Regions from separate parts of the Mus musculus genome. Here region 2 is linked to region 1. The links are chromatin contacts, called in public promoter capture Hi-C maps. All regions are on one chromosome and are shown on one strand. The core of a region is the stretch at or near the end of the contact, and the rest is flanking DNA. Distances in the headings are between cores, read along the strand shown.

Region 1 (6,734 bases), core at 2,101-4,600:
GCTGCTGTGGGCCGTGGTTACCACTGCAAGAAGGGTGGGAGAGTCAGGTCTAGCCTGGGAGCTCCTCAGAGCTAAGGCTAGCCCCAGAGTCAAGAAGTGGAATGAGACAGGAAAGGGAAGGAGGGATGGGAGGGGGAGAAACATACAAAATCCTGTAGGCTGGGGTGTCACTCACTCCAGCCCGGAGGACCAAATATGGTTCATGTTAGCTGCCGGCCAGGCAGTGTCCTAAGCCCTACCATTTACCCACTCATTACGCTCCTACCGCTCTTACCGTAAGTCGTGACAGTGTTGTTATCACATTTTTATAGATAAGCAAATTGAGGCTGGAGCCCTGAGTAACTTGCCTAGGGTCCTGCTGTCACATGACGTAAGAGAACCAGGACTCAGGGTTCCTCAGCCACACCCTCTGCCTTACAGGCATGGCCTCGGATGGAGCCACTTCCTGATAAACACAGAGTAAATGTAAAAATACTAAAAGTCAGAATCACATTTCAGCTGGGTTTGGTGCTACACGTTCTGCCTACTCAAGAAATAGTCTGAGGCAGGAGGATTGAACATGCAATGGCTGCGTGGGCTATAGATAGGGTTCAAGACCAGCCTGGGCAACTTAATGAGATCAGAGACCACTGCCCCAAGAGGCCATTCTGAATGTCTGGTTCACTGGCGAGGGTCACAAATGGCACATACTGTCATGAGTTACAGGAATTTGATTGCACTCTCTTTATGACCTCTGTCTGGTGTCTCTGTGGCTCAAGGGGAGCAGGGTCCCTGCCTGCACTCCTGGCGTAGGTGTGTCTCAGCACAGAGCACACACAGAGGAAGTCACTTCTGCCACCATCTACCTCAGCTTCCAGGCATGGTCAGGCCCTCTAGCCATCTGTCCCTCCTTCCTGTCGACTGTTTCCCTCTCTGTGGTCCCTTGTAGGGTGTGGCTCTCACTGAGCTATCTGTCCAGAGTCAGTGCATCGAGCCTGGGGCCTGCAGTCCCTACCTGGGTGAAGCCACTCACATCTTCCACCCCCACCTCCTGCAACACACACACACCAACAGGAGGGAGGTCTTATCCCCATTTGCAGGATGAGAAAACTAAGGCTCAAAGAGTAAACAGGCTTACTCAGGTGGCACAGGCTCATAGTTGCAGAGTTCAGGTAGGAGCCTGGTCTGTTGTCCTTAGCCGGATGCTAAGCCAGACGGTGTGGAGCCTGTGTGCATGGAACTTCCACTCTGGCCTGCTCCAGTTGCACCTGGAGTTAGGCACCCAGCTCAGTACCTGCCCCCTGCCCACCCCACATCCTTCAGCCTCAAAGATAAGGAAATGTTCTGAGAGACAGGAAGCCCAGGATCAGAGAGCTGGAGACTGGATAGATTCCAGCAAGCCTTGGAGCACCTGGTTGTCACTGTGAGCCCTGACTGTCTCCTCCCCTGACTTGGAAGCGCTATCTCTTATTGTAGCTGCAGGCATCTTACCCTGGGGGCAGGGTATATGCAGTACCAGGCTCCTGGCCGTCAACTGTCAGCTCTCACAGCATGAGAGTAAGAAACATATATGATTATGCAACGGACACACACACACACTTGCTATACACAAAGCCATCACATATGGCACTCAGGAAAATCAGCTTATACAGAACTAAGACTGTGTTCACAGGCAGAAGAAATAGCTCATGTTTAGTCTCCTGGGACCAGTGGTTTGGGAGAGACAGGAGGGGTTGTTTTCTAAATGACAGGTCACTTTGTCTGACTGCATCAGCCCTTTCTTGTGTTTGGCCACAATGAACCCATCATTGGGGATGCAAGGTAAAGTCAGGCTTGTGTTAGGAGCCTCACTCAGCCGTGCTTCTGCTCCAGGAAGCCCTGGGTATCAGCCCTAGGACAGAAGGCACACAACACATACCCACGCATGAGCACACACACACACATGCTCATGTAGAGCTACGCTGTGTCTCATTGTCACTCACACACTGTTGACACAGACATCACAATGAACACGGACGTTCACGGAGATGCCAGCCAGCAGTGAGCCGAGTTTTACTGAGGTGTGGGGCCTACAGACATCGCGTATGCTCAGACACACCTACACTCATGCACAGACACGCATCTAGCTGCGCACAAACTCATTAACTCCTGCCAGCACGGAAAGTCACTAATACATATGCTCGGACTCACAATGATAGCAAACACTGCTAGTTTACGAGGCTTGCTCAGCACCTGCCCAGCATAGCTCATTAAAAAAAGGAGGCTACTGGCTTGTTTACAGGTGCCCAGAACTAAACAGCCCCCAGAGGACAGGATGAAGCCTGACAGGGAAGTGGAGAGGCCCAGAGAGAGGAAGGACTTGTTTTCCAGTGGTACAACACAGGCACCCACAACACAGGCATCCACGTTTCTAGGAAAAGGCTGGGGAGGTGGGGGTGGGGAACAGGAAATCAGAAAGGTCTCCCGGGAGCCATGCTCACCACTGCCGGCCAGGACTGCGATGGCAAAGAATTTCTTCATACCCAGGCTGGACCTGAGAGAGAGGAATAGCCATCCTGAGCCCTCCTCTCCAGCTGCCCGTAGCCTGTCCCACCCAAGGCCTCACCCATGCTTTCTCTTGCCCAAGTTACTGTCACCCAGCCCTCTGATCAACACCTCCCCACCTGGCCTGTGTCTCCTGGGAAGGACACATCCCGGAGTGGCAGAGCCACCAGAACCAATTTCAGCTCCAACTTTGAGCCCCAAGATAGGAAGCCATTGTCATGCATCAGAGCCAGCTCTCTTGAGTCCATACTCTAAGGAGTCCTAGGACCCTAGTCATGGGGACCCCACCTGGCAATTGGATCTTAAAACCTAAAACCAAGGGCCCTGGGTCACTGGAGTCTAGTTCCAGCTCTGCAGATGCTGAGTGACCACAGGCACAGAGATCTCTCAGCCTCTCTGAGCTTCAAGAACAAAATGAAGTTGACTAAATGGTCCCGACGTCCTTCTAGCACTAGACACAGCTGGCAGCACTAGACTCAGCGTGCAGAAGCTCAGAGATCTTTCTGGAGAACGGACTCCGGGAATAGATCCCTTACCTCGCCGCTGCCTCTCTCCGTGGAATGGTCCGTTCCAGGGCAGCAAGCACCTACCTGGAGGTTTTAGAGGGAGAGGCCCTGAGGCTTGGGCTCTTCCGTCCAGTGGAGTGTTTAACCAGCGCCTTCTTCCTGAACCCTTTGGGGTTGGCCTGTGCCCCATCTGCCATGTCGTGGATTTTGGAAGGCCACCGACATAGAGCTTGAGAGGTCCTTAATATGCCCAAAAGTCTCTGGAGAGCAGGCCCCAGCTTCACGCTGTCACGCACAACAAGCAGGGTAGTGCCGGGGCAATGGCCCTGGGCAGGAGGCAGATGACAGATGTCCTAGAAACTGGCTCCACCTCCTCCCTCCCACTGATACAGCCCTTCCCACACCCGGCTGGTAAAATTCCTACCCCACATCAGCCTACCCACCCCCTTGGGCTTGGGAGTGGGGTTTATCGATCAAGAATTAGTCCCACCCCCTGCACCTGAAGCAAGGGCTGAGCTCACCCCATCCCCAGCTGGAAGATGCTAAGGAAAATGTTACCCAACACTTGTCTGAGAAAAACAAAAGGTACTTTCTTCAAGGGACCTTCCTGTAGGGAATACCACATTAGGGCCTTACAGTGAGCACGTGGGATTGGGCTCTTCCAAATACAAGGCTAAGAGAGTTAAGTTCCCAGAATGCACAAGGGTCTGAATCCGGCACGAAAGAAACCCAGTTATGGTGGCACGTGCCTGTAGCCCTGGCACCTGGCAGATGGAGTCAGGAGAAGCAGAGTTCAAGTTCATCTTCATCTATATAGCAAGTTCCAGGTTACCCTGGCCAACATAAGACCATGTCTCAAGAGAATGGGGAGTGGAGAAGAGCCGGAACGTTGCCTCAGTGGTTAAGGGCACTTGCTGTTCTTGCAGAGGACCTGAGTTCAGTTCCCAGCACCCACATTGCAGCTCACAACTGCCTATAACTCCAGCTTCATGGAATCCTGCATCCTCAGGCACCAGGCATACGAGTGGTCCATACACAGACACAGACACACACAGAGACACACACACACACACAGACACACACACAGAGTCATGTGCGCAAAGCATTCATACACATAAAAATAAATAGAACCTGGCATGATAGCTCAGTAGTTAAAGGCACTCATTGCCCTTGCAGAGGACCCAGGTTGAATTTCCAGCACCCACGTGGTGTCTCACAACCATCTGTAATTCCCCTTCCTGGGGCTCCGATCGATGCCTCTTGTAACTTTAAGTGCAGTACACATGCATGCACTTAGGCACATACACATAAAATAAGATATAATTTTTTTAAAAGCTGGGTATGGCGGTGCACACCTTTAATTTCAGTGACTTGGAAGGCAGAAGCAGCCAGATCTCTGAGTTCTAGGCCAACTGGTCTACAAAGTGAGTTTCATGGCAGCCAGGGCTACACAGAGAAACCCTGTCTCAAAAAACAAAAACAAAAAAAAACCAACAAAAAACAAAATAAATCAATCAAATATATACGTTTTTTATGTTTTTATTTTTAAAGAAAAAAGAAGTAAATGAAACCAGGAGAAGAGAAGGGTTTGTGGGTACAAATCATGGAGAGACTGTGGCAGGGCAGAGGTTCCAGCTAAGCTGCCTGGACAGCTTTTCCTGGAGAAATCGGGGTGATCAGGCATTACCCCAGAGAGTGTCAGAAGCCGAGGGGCTCCTCAGATATGAGAGCTGTCAGAGAGGAATGGCAGAAATCCCAGCTGAACCATCTTAACAGGACTGCAGCTAAAAATGGACACTGCGGAGACTCACATCAGAACCTAACCTTCAGAGCCCAGCTCAGAAGAGAGTTCAGAGGAACCCAAGTCTGCCCGAGTGAAGGAGACTTGCTGATAAGGGGGATTTACGTGGACACATACCTGTCCCCTGTCCAGATGGACAGAATCCCCCTCATATCTGAAAGAGGGCTCCAGCCATTCATGAGCATGTGGGTGGCCATCTCCCGCAGGCTGAGACCGGAGGTGATCCAGCACGTGCATGTGGTAGAAAGCCCCCAGCATCATCATGAGCAAGGCCTTTTGGGGTTCTTTTTGACCCTGTCCTGGTGGGTAGCAACCACACTCAATGTGGCCATCTAGAACACTCCAGGGCTTCAAACAGCACCCCTGGCCTCCAGCAACAGCTCTCCTAATTCTCATTCTCTCTCTCTCTCTCTCTCTCTCTCTCTCTCTCTCTCTCTCTCTCTCTCTCTCTCTCTCTCTCCCTCTCTCCCTCCCTCCCTCTCCCTCTCCCTCTCCCTCTCCCTCTCCCTCTCCCTCTCTCTCTCTCTCTCTCTCTCTCTTTCACACACCCACCCCAAAAATGTCTTTGAAAATCACTATAAGCTCCCTGAGTGGTACCATAGTCTCTGGCGGAAGGTCTGCTGAGTCAGGGGACTAGCATCAGTTTGTTTGTGTGTGTGTCTGGTCTCTGTCATTACTGTCTACTGTGTGGGCTTAGAAAAGAAGGGGGGGGCTGAGATCCAGGGGCTGCCTGAGCAGGCTGAGCAGGGACAGATCCTCCATCTCCAGGCTGAAGACCTTGGCCATTGGGTCTCCTTCCCTGTTCTGTGCCCTCCTCATCTGTGAAGTCAGGATGCCAAGGCCTCCTTCCAGAAATTGTAACCGCCATGAGCAAGCTCTCATTCTTTGGGGCATACATGGGGCTCTGTTTTAAAAACTGGATGGAGTGAACTGGCTTGGGAAAATAGTCCTGTTGGAAAAGGTATTCAATGTGATCCCTTCAGCCACACATCTCTCCTCCTCCAGTGTTTCCAATCCTGTTGGCAAGGGTCCCCCAAAGTGGCTCTTCCTCTTCAGGACTTTCAGACTTCCTATTCTGGCTGTCCCAAGCCACTGGGGCTATCTCAGGCATCCTTCATTGTCCCCTACCCATCCCCTAACCCCCCCCCCCCCTTCCAGGTTTCTTGTCTGTAGGAAGGTTCCTCCTCTCCCCAGGGAGTCCCTGGCAGCCTCCAGCCACACATCCCCACACGTGAAGGCTCTAATTTGTATCTGGAAATGCGTTCCTTTGCAGGTTCCTGTATGTTTTGGTTTATGGACCTTGACACAGGTTGGGGATCCCAGAGAGCAGGAGCCCTTATTTTCTCAAGGAGCCCCAGGATTTCCCTAGATGACAATGGCTTGTTCTACCATCACAGACTGGCAATGGCAAAGCCGGTCGATATTGCTGTCTGTGTCTGCAGGGAGCCAAGTTCTAATTTTATGCCCACGTTTGCATCCATCTCTCATGAAGATCACTGAACTTTAAAGAAGACAGAGCTTCCAGGCTGCAGGAGCCGAGAGTGCCTGCACTCAGGATGTGGCCAAGACCTGGGACCCTAGAAAGCCACTTTGTGCCCTGAAATTCTGGTGGAGGAGCAAGTCAGCAGGTCAAGCAGGTCCTTCCCGGGGCCTGGCTCCTCCCTCTTGGGGAGAGGCAGGCTCCTCCACTCCCACCTTCCCCTTCCAAGCTGCTAGTACTCAATAATGAATAATAAACTGGTCGGCCCAGAAATTCCACTTGTGGGAGAGCGGAGAGCGACTGCCAGATACAAACTGAAGCTGTTTCTGGAAGATGGGTGCAAAGAGGCGCCGTGGGGGTGACTTTGTGGCTTTTGTTTTTACGGACAATCAAGTGGGTTAGGGTCTGCTCCCATTTTCACTCA
Region 2 (6,734 bases), core at 3,118-5,617, 210 kb after region 1:
TTCCAACTAGGAAGTTGGTGCCAACGATCCTTAGGTCAGGCGGCTTCCGTGAAACAGAATTGTGAATCCCACACTTGTAACCAAAAAGCTGGAAGGGTGAGGCAGGAGGATTGCACTCAAGGCTAGCCTACATGGGGAGGACCTGTATCAAGAACAAAGGAAGGAAGGAAGTGGGTTTCTTCACACTGTCTTAATCATACTGTCTTGACTTGCAAACAACTTTGTCTACTCTCTCTCTCTCTCTCTCTTTCTCTGTCTGTCTCTCTCTGTTTCTCAATAGAGGTCATGTCTCAGGACAGTAGTAAAAGGAATAGTCACATTTTATTTGTTTGTTTGTTTGTTTATTGGACACAGGGTCTCCCTCTACAGCCCACACTAGCCTGGAACTCAGTATATAACCCAGGCTACCCTTAATATGTTAAGACCTTTATGTTAATACCCTTAATCCTTCTGCCTCAGTATTTGGAGTGCTGGGGTTGCAGGCATGAGCCACCACTCAGGGTTCATATTCTCTATTGTATCTTCCTGTAATTCTTTGGTTACTACAACCAATTGATTTTATCTTTTGCATCGAGAGATTCAACGCTGGGGAAGCTCTCTGCCTCTAACCCACATTTCCAGGTCATTGACAGTTACTATGACATCAAAGGGTTGTTCTTCGGACAGGAACCCCAAGTATCCTCCCTCCATCACATTTCCCACTGTCCCTTCACACACCTCTCCCGCCACCCATGTGTGCTCACCTGAAGGTCTAAGGACAACTTTGGGGAGTTGGCTCTTTCCTTCCATCTTGCTGAGGCAGGGTCCTTCTTGCTGCTTCTATCGTTGAAGCTTTGAACTGTAGTCTAGCTGGCCCTCAGGCTTCTGGATGGTTCTCCTGTTGCCACCGTCTCAGGATGAGGTGCAGAGATTACAGACAAATAAATTGATGTTTTACATGGGTTCTAAGGATCAAACGTGGGTCGTTGGGCTTGCATGTCAAATTCTTTCACCCACTGGGCGATCTCTCTGCCTCCCTTCATATTCTGAGACAGGGTTTCACGGATCTCATCTGGCCATGAACTCACTGTGTAGTCAAGATGACCTTGAACTCCTGACTCTCCCAATCTCTACTGGGTTTACAGGTGCATGTCACCATGCCCCCACCATGCCTGATTTGTGCCATGCCGGGGATTGAACCCAGGGTTTCTTGCATGCCAGGCAAACACTCTATCAACTGAGCTACTACTCACCGTAGATGGGAGATGCAAGAGAGAAGACACTGGCCATCTCATGTCCCTCTGATATTTTTAATTTTATTATATATATTTATTATATAATAAATGCATGTGGCTGAACAAGCTTCTCCTCCCACCCCCTCAACCCTCCCTAGACCCAGTGAACAGAAAGGAACAATACATAAGACTAAGACAGGAGAAGCTAGTGTCTTACAGTGACACACTGTGTCACCCTGGGCTGTGTATGTGCTAGCTTATGGAATCTCACCCACTCAGAGAGCCAAGGCTGCTTTCCCCCAGCTACTAGGGTATTGTCCAGATGTTTCTCACTTGCAGGAAACAGGAATCCAATTTGACTTGACTTACTGTGAACTGGGGGGATGGGTGGGGGGCTAGGTACAATCCAGGCACATGAGGCCTTGGTTTTGAGCCCCAGCACTAAGAAAAAAGAAAAGCACATTTCATAAATTAATATAACTGAAAAATCTGCAGATAAATTTCTAGCTTCAGGCATGGCTGGATCCAGGTACAAAAAGATCGTCCCACAGCTTGACCTTATTTCTCGGCAAGTTCTTTGTACACTGTGGCCTTGTCCCCTTGCACGGTGTCTTAGTTAGGGTTTTATTGCTGTGAACAGACACCATGACCAAGGCAAGTCTTATAAAAAACAACATTTACTTCGGGGCTGGCTTACAGGTTCAGAGGTTCAGTCCATTATCATCAAGGTGGGAGCACGGCAGTATCCAGGCAGGCAGGGCGCAGGCAGAGCTGAGAGTTCCATGTCTTCATCTAAAGGCTGCTAGTGGAAGACTGACTTCCAGGCAACTAGGGTGAGGGTCTTAAAGCCCACACCCACAATGACACACCTACTTCAAGGTCACACCTATTCCAACAAGACCACACCTCCAAATAGTGCCACTCCCTGGTCCAAGAATATACAAACCATCACACACAGGGTTTCATCCTTAAGCTTGGAAACCCAGGAGAAAACCATCACCGCCCCCCCCAGCCCCCACTGCAACACACACACACACACACACACACACACACACACACACACACACACACACACGTTCCCATAGAAGCCCCAGAGTCCAATCTCATTGGTGTTGCTTAAATCATGTGCTAGACCAGAACCAATAATTGCAGCCAGCCAGATGGAATCTCACACCATCAGTCAGTCTCCACCCTGAATCCCATGACGTGTCCCCCATCCTGTCCCCATTCCCCTACCTCTCTAGGAACCTGCCCACCACCGCATCTCCCTCAGACCAATATAAGAGGGTTTGGGGGCAGCAGTGATCACTCAAAGTGAAGACAGGCCACTGTCATCTGAAAACATTCTGTACACAGACACCCAGGGCTACGGCCAGGAGCCTTTCTACGAACCTGGTAGAAACTGGGGTAGAAAGAAATCCCCGCTGACCCAGCCTAAGGCAGAAAGAATGGAAACTGGGGCTGGGATCCAGAGTGAGGGGACCCTGAGGGGGGAACAAAGCAAGAACAGGCAGCCTCTGCCTGCTGGAGGCTCCACACACATAGACTGAACCTGTGGCAGGCACAGCCCCTCGGGGTAGAGGGAAGGGTTTAACCCAAGAAGCTTGACACCAGTAGCCACTGACAAGCCATCTCTGGATTCACTGTGGTGCTAGTTGTTGTTCTTGTTTTTTGTTGTTGTTGTTGTTTGTTGTGAGGGAAGGGACATCTATCCCAGCTTGCTCTCTCTCTCTCTCTCTCTATATATATATATATATTATAAGGGAAATAAGGGAACACCATTATCACAGACCCCATTACAGATGGTTGTGAGCTACCATGTGGTTGCTGGGAATTGAACTCAGAACCTCTGGAAGAGCAGTCAGTCCTCTTAACTGCTGAGCCATCTCTCTAGCCCCCATCCCAGCTCTCTCATTCCAGGCATGGTGAGGGGGACAGAATTTCATGACTGCCACACTTCGTCCCCTCTACCATGCCACATGGAGTCCTACCAGCTTAAGCCAGCCACCCAGAGGCCAATAGAATCTTCATGGATTGACATGGCTGAGTTCCACGAGACTGGGAACCAGACCTTGGACATGGCAAGATCCTGCCCCTGTGGTAGGCCCCTTGGCAGGCAGCCAACAAGCCAACACCCTGCCCCTGTGCCCAGACCTTTCTTACAGAGCTGGCATTCTAGGAGACCACAGGTGAGGACCCAGGCCGGGAGAGCTGGCTCTTAGAAGACCCAAATAACAGCAGTTTATGCTTATGCCTGGGTGCCTAGAGCCAGGGGTCTGTTCCCGCGGTGCACTGACAGGAGAGATAAATACCTGGGAACCGGAAGCTGCTAATGCAGCTGTGAGGATGACAAGAAACTGAATGGGCCAATGTGTGCTTGTTAGTTTCGGTTTTCTGTTCAGACTTTCCTGTCCCCAACACTTCGCCCAATCTCTCTTTCTCTTTTTTCCTAATGCCACCCATTTGCCCATGTTTTCAAGGCACAAACACTCTCTTCTGCATTGAGTCTGAAATCTAGAAGGTCTGGAGGCCTTTCTCAGAGGGATGCTTCCCAGTCACCCTCATCAGGACCACAGAGATGTTGGAGAGCTTTACAGTTGTTTACACCCCATCCGGGCCTGACACATCTACCCCTCTGTGCCTCGGAGCCTGGTACTCTGCATTTTTAAAGGCTGATGAGATGTCTCAGCAAGTATGCCAGCAATTGTGACACCCTAAGTTCTACCCCGCAGAACCCCCCTCGTTACACAAGAGAACTGACTCTTTCAAGTCCCTTGACCGCCACATGTGGACCATGAAGACATGTGTCACATGCCTACACCGGCACACACAGAGAATAAATGTAATTTCTAAAGGGTTGTGGGGTTTCTGCTCATTTCCCTACACCAGGGCTTTGATTGGCCAGGGGTGGAGGTGGAGGTGGGGATGGGGTGTCACTGGTGCGCTCCAGAGCGTAGTAGTAGAGACAGCGTCCCTGTCGGTTGTCATGTAGACACTCACCAGGCATGGCCCCAACAGGAAAGTCCTGATTCATGAGACTCCACCCACTTTGGCCCTTCTATCAGGTAATTCAAAGTCTCCAGGTCTCCAAGTTACTGATTAACCCTGGGTTTCGAGTAAAGAAATAATAATAACTGAAGGACCAACATAAGCGGAGAAACAAGCAGGGCAACCAAGGGAGCAAGATGCCAGACATCGGTTGTCAGCAGGTACCCGCAGAGAGCAGAAGGGAGACTGGAAGCGTCCCCACAGGACCGGAACCCATGCAAGTCCTGGCAGCTCCGGTGGATGTCGCATGCGGATGCCCGTGCGCGGATCAGCCTTGTCCCTCCACCTCTGTACCCAGAATGTCCTGCACTGAGGCCCCACAGCCTATCCCAGCGGGTACCACCACCACCAGCACCATCATTGCCTTGGGGCCCACCGGGCGGCTCAGCATCTCTGTGGAGGGTGACCTGGAATGCTTGGTGTGCCGAGAGCCCTACAACTGTGCTCGGTCCCCCAAGCTGCTTAGCTGTCAGCACACCTTCTGTGCCGTATGCCTGAAGCTTCTGCTATATGTGCAGGAAGACACCTGGTCCATCCCCTGTCCGCTGTGCCGAAAGGTCACTGCTGTCCCGGGAGGCCTCATCTGCAGCTTGCGAGACCAGGAGGCGATGGTGGGGCGTCTGGCCCTGCCATGCCCAGAGGTGCGCCTATGTCCTCAGAGGCTAGTGGGTTCTGCCGCTTCAGCAACTCGGCCAGCCAACTGGACAGGAGAAGAAGAACAGGACACTGTAAGTGTCAACCGTGTAGCTGCCCGGCGCCTGGCTGTACACTTGCTCTTGTTGGCTCTTGTCATTGTCCTTATCCTGCCTTTCATCTACCCGGGTGTCATCCGGTGGGTGTTGGCCTTTGTCATTGCTCTGGCTCTCCTGATGTCCACCCTATTCTGCTGTCACCCCCAGAGCCAGAACAGCAACTGGCTTTGCCCCAGGACTCTGTTCTGCAGAGAGCAAAAGCAAACCCAGATCACTTCTATTGCCTGAGAACTCTGGATCCCTACAGGCCCAGTGCTGCCAAGGTTCCCTCCTCCCCCAGACCTCACAGTCTGCATGGGTAAGGGGCTAGGGGCCGCCTTTCAAAATCACATTCGAACTGGACTTGCGTGTCAAAGCCAGACTGGCCATGTTGGATCAAGGATTCTGTGCTGGAACAGTGGGATCGCACCTGCCTGTTCCTGTGTAGCATAGGAAGGAAAGGGGGAAAGAGAGGAGACACCCCCTGAATGAGTGACTCAAGGGTGGTGGGGTCCCTACCCCTATTCCAGAGCTCCTAAGTTTTGTATATATCCCTTTGTACACATATTGGGACATTGGCCTTACTACAAAGCAAATAGAACCAGGTCTCTTTTGTAATCCATGTAGCTGGCTTCATTTTTTTTAAATTTGGGCTTTGATGTTTTGTGTCCTGGGAAGTTTGTGACCATCTCTAGCCATTGCCCACTTTCCCTCCTGGGGTGCCAGAGCCCAAGGGGATACTGCCAGGTTTTCCCCAGGGTTGCTTGCTACACTGATCCCAAACCTTCCATGCCAAAAGTCTCCTTACGGTTTCCCACAGGGTCCACCCCAGGGTGGAGTACACATGGAATTGGAATTGTAAAGTGGGGAGAGGGTATCCGAGGATCAGCAGACAGAGATGGGGAGGTGTGGAGAGGGTGGGTCCAGGAATTGTCCTTAGGATCTACGCTGAGATCACCAGTTGCGTACCATGAGGGCTTGACTCAGAGAATCTCAGGGGACATGGACACACACACACACACACACACACACACAGAGACAGAGAGAGAGACAGAGAGAGAGAGAGAGAGAGAGAGACTCAGCTCTCCATCAGACTCCCAGACTCACATGACAGAACGAAAGCTTTCCAGATGGCGCCTCTCTTCTTATCACATCTACGGCCCTATTTGCTCCTTTGTCATAAAGATAAAACATCTCGTAAATGCAACGGTCCTCGGCGGTGTCACCCCACCTCAGCCTCAGAGCGGCAGTCGCTAGAAAGGTCCTTGGGTCATCTCTTCAGGACTATTTGGGCTTCTTTTTTCATGCAGCGCGGGGGGGGGGGGGTGGGAATCCACCCTCAGAAATGAGCCCTGGTGGGTTCAAGCAAAGAGGAAGTGGGAGAGCAAGAAGCCCAGTGTGGGAGCTGGAAGTTTGTCTCGGAGAGTCCCTGTGATCAGACTTAAAACTCTGGAGGGACTCCCCAGGCCTTGTGCACTGTCCTTTCCCATTCACCCCATTTCCTGCAGTAGGAGACTAACAGGAGGGCACAGTTCATGGTGACAGGACCTTTGTCAGGAGAGATGAGAGGACTCTGCCACTGGATCCTTGGGTGCCTGGCCCTGGTCAGTGGTCACATGCTGTTGAGCAAGGTCTTTGGCTCTCTGCTTCCCTTTTCTCAGACTGAGTTAAGTCTGACTCCGTTAGTCCTAAGATTCCCTGGATGTCCCAACTGCTCAGGGCCTGGTTGAGCCACAAGCCG

What was found. Capture Hi-C pulls out chosen DNA fragments and counts their contacts.
Region 2: a promoter capture Hi-C map of pancreatic islet shows a contact between it and region 1. The contact joins the promoter of Rnf186 here to the promoter of Pla2g2f in region 1. A contact is called at or near these places in 3 of 39 promoter capture datasets (hippocampal neurons, maxillary cranial neural crest and stem cell-derived epiblast-like cells) and 1 of 9 other capture datasets (pancreatic islet).

The regions. Positions count from the first base shown.
Region 1 is chr4:138,754,248-138,760,981 of GRCm38.p6, forward strand. Pla2g2f (phospholipase A2, group IIF) reads right to left here and starts at 3,351. Exons shown (of 5, transcript NM_001360875.1): 1 at 3,114-3,351; 2 at 2,460-2,512; 3 at 1-23. The coding sequence starts at 2,499.
Region 2 is chr4:138,962,752-138,969,485 of GRCm38.p6, forward strand. It overlaps Rnf186 (ring finger protein 186), which reads left to right and starts at 4,368. Exons shown (of 1, transcript NM_025786.4): 1 at 4,368-5,614. The coding sequence starts at 4,562. The coding sequence ends at 5,242. It overlaps Gm42333 (a long non-coding RNA gene), which reads right to left and starts at 1,930. Exons shown (of 3, transcript XR_881524.1): 1 at 1,912-1,930; 2 at 744-1,655; 3 at 1-142.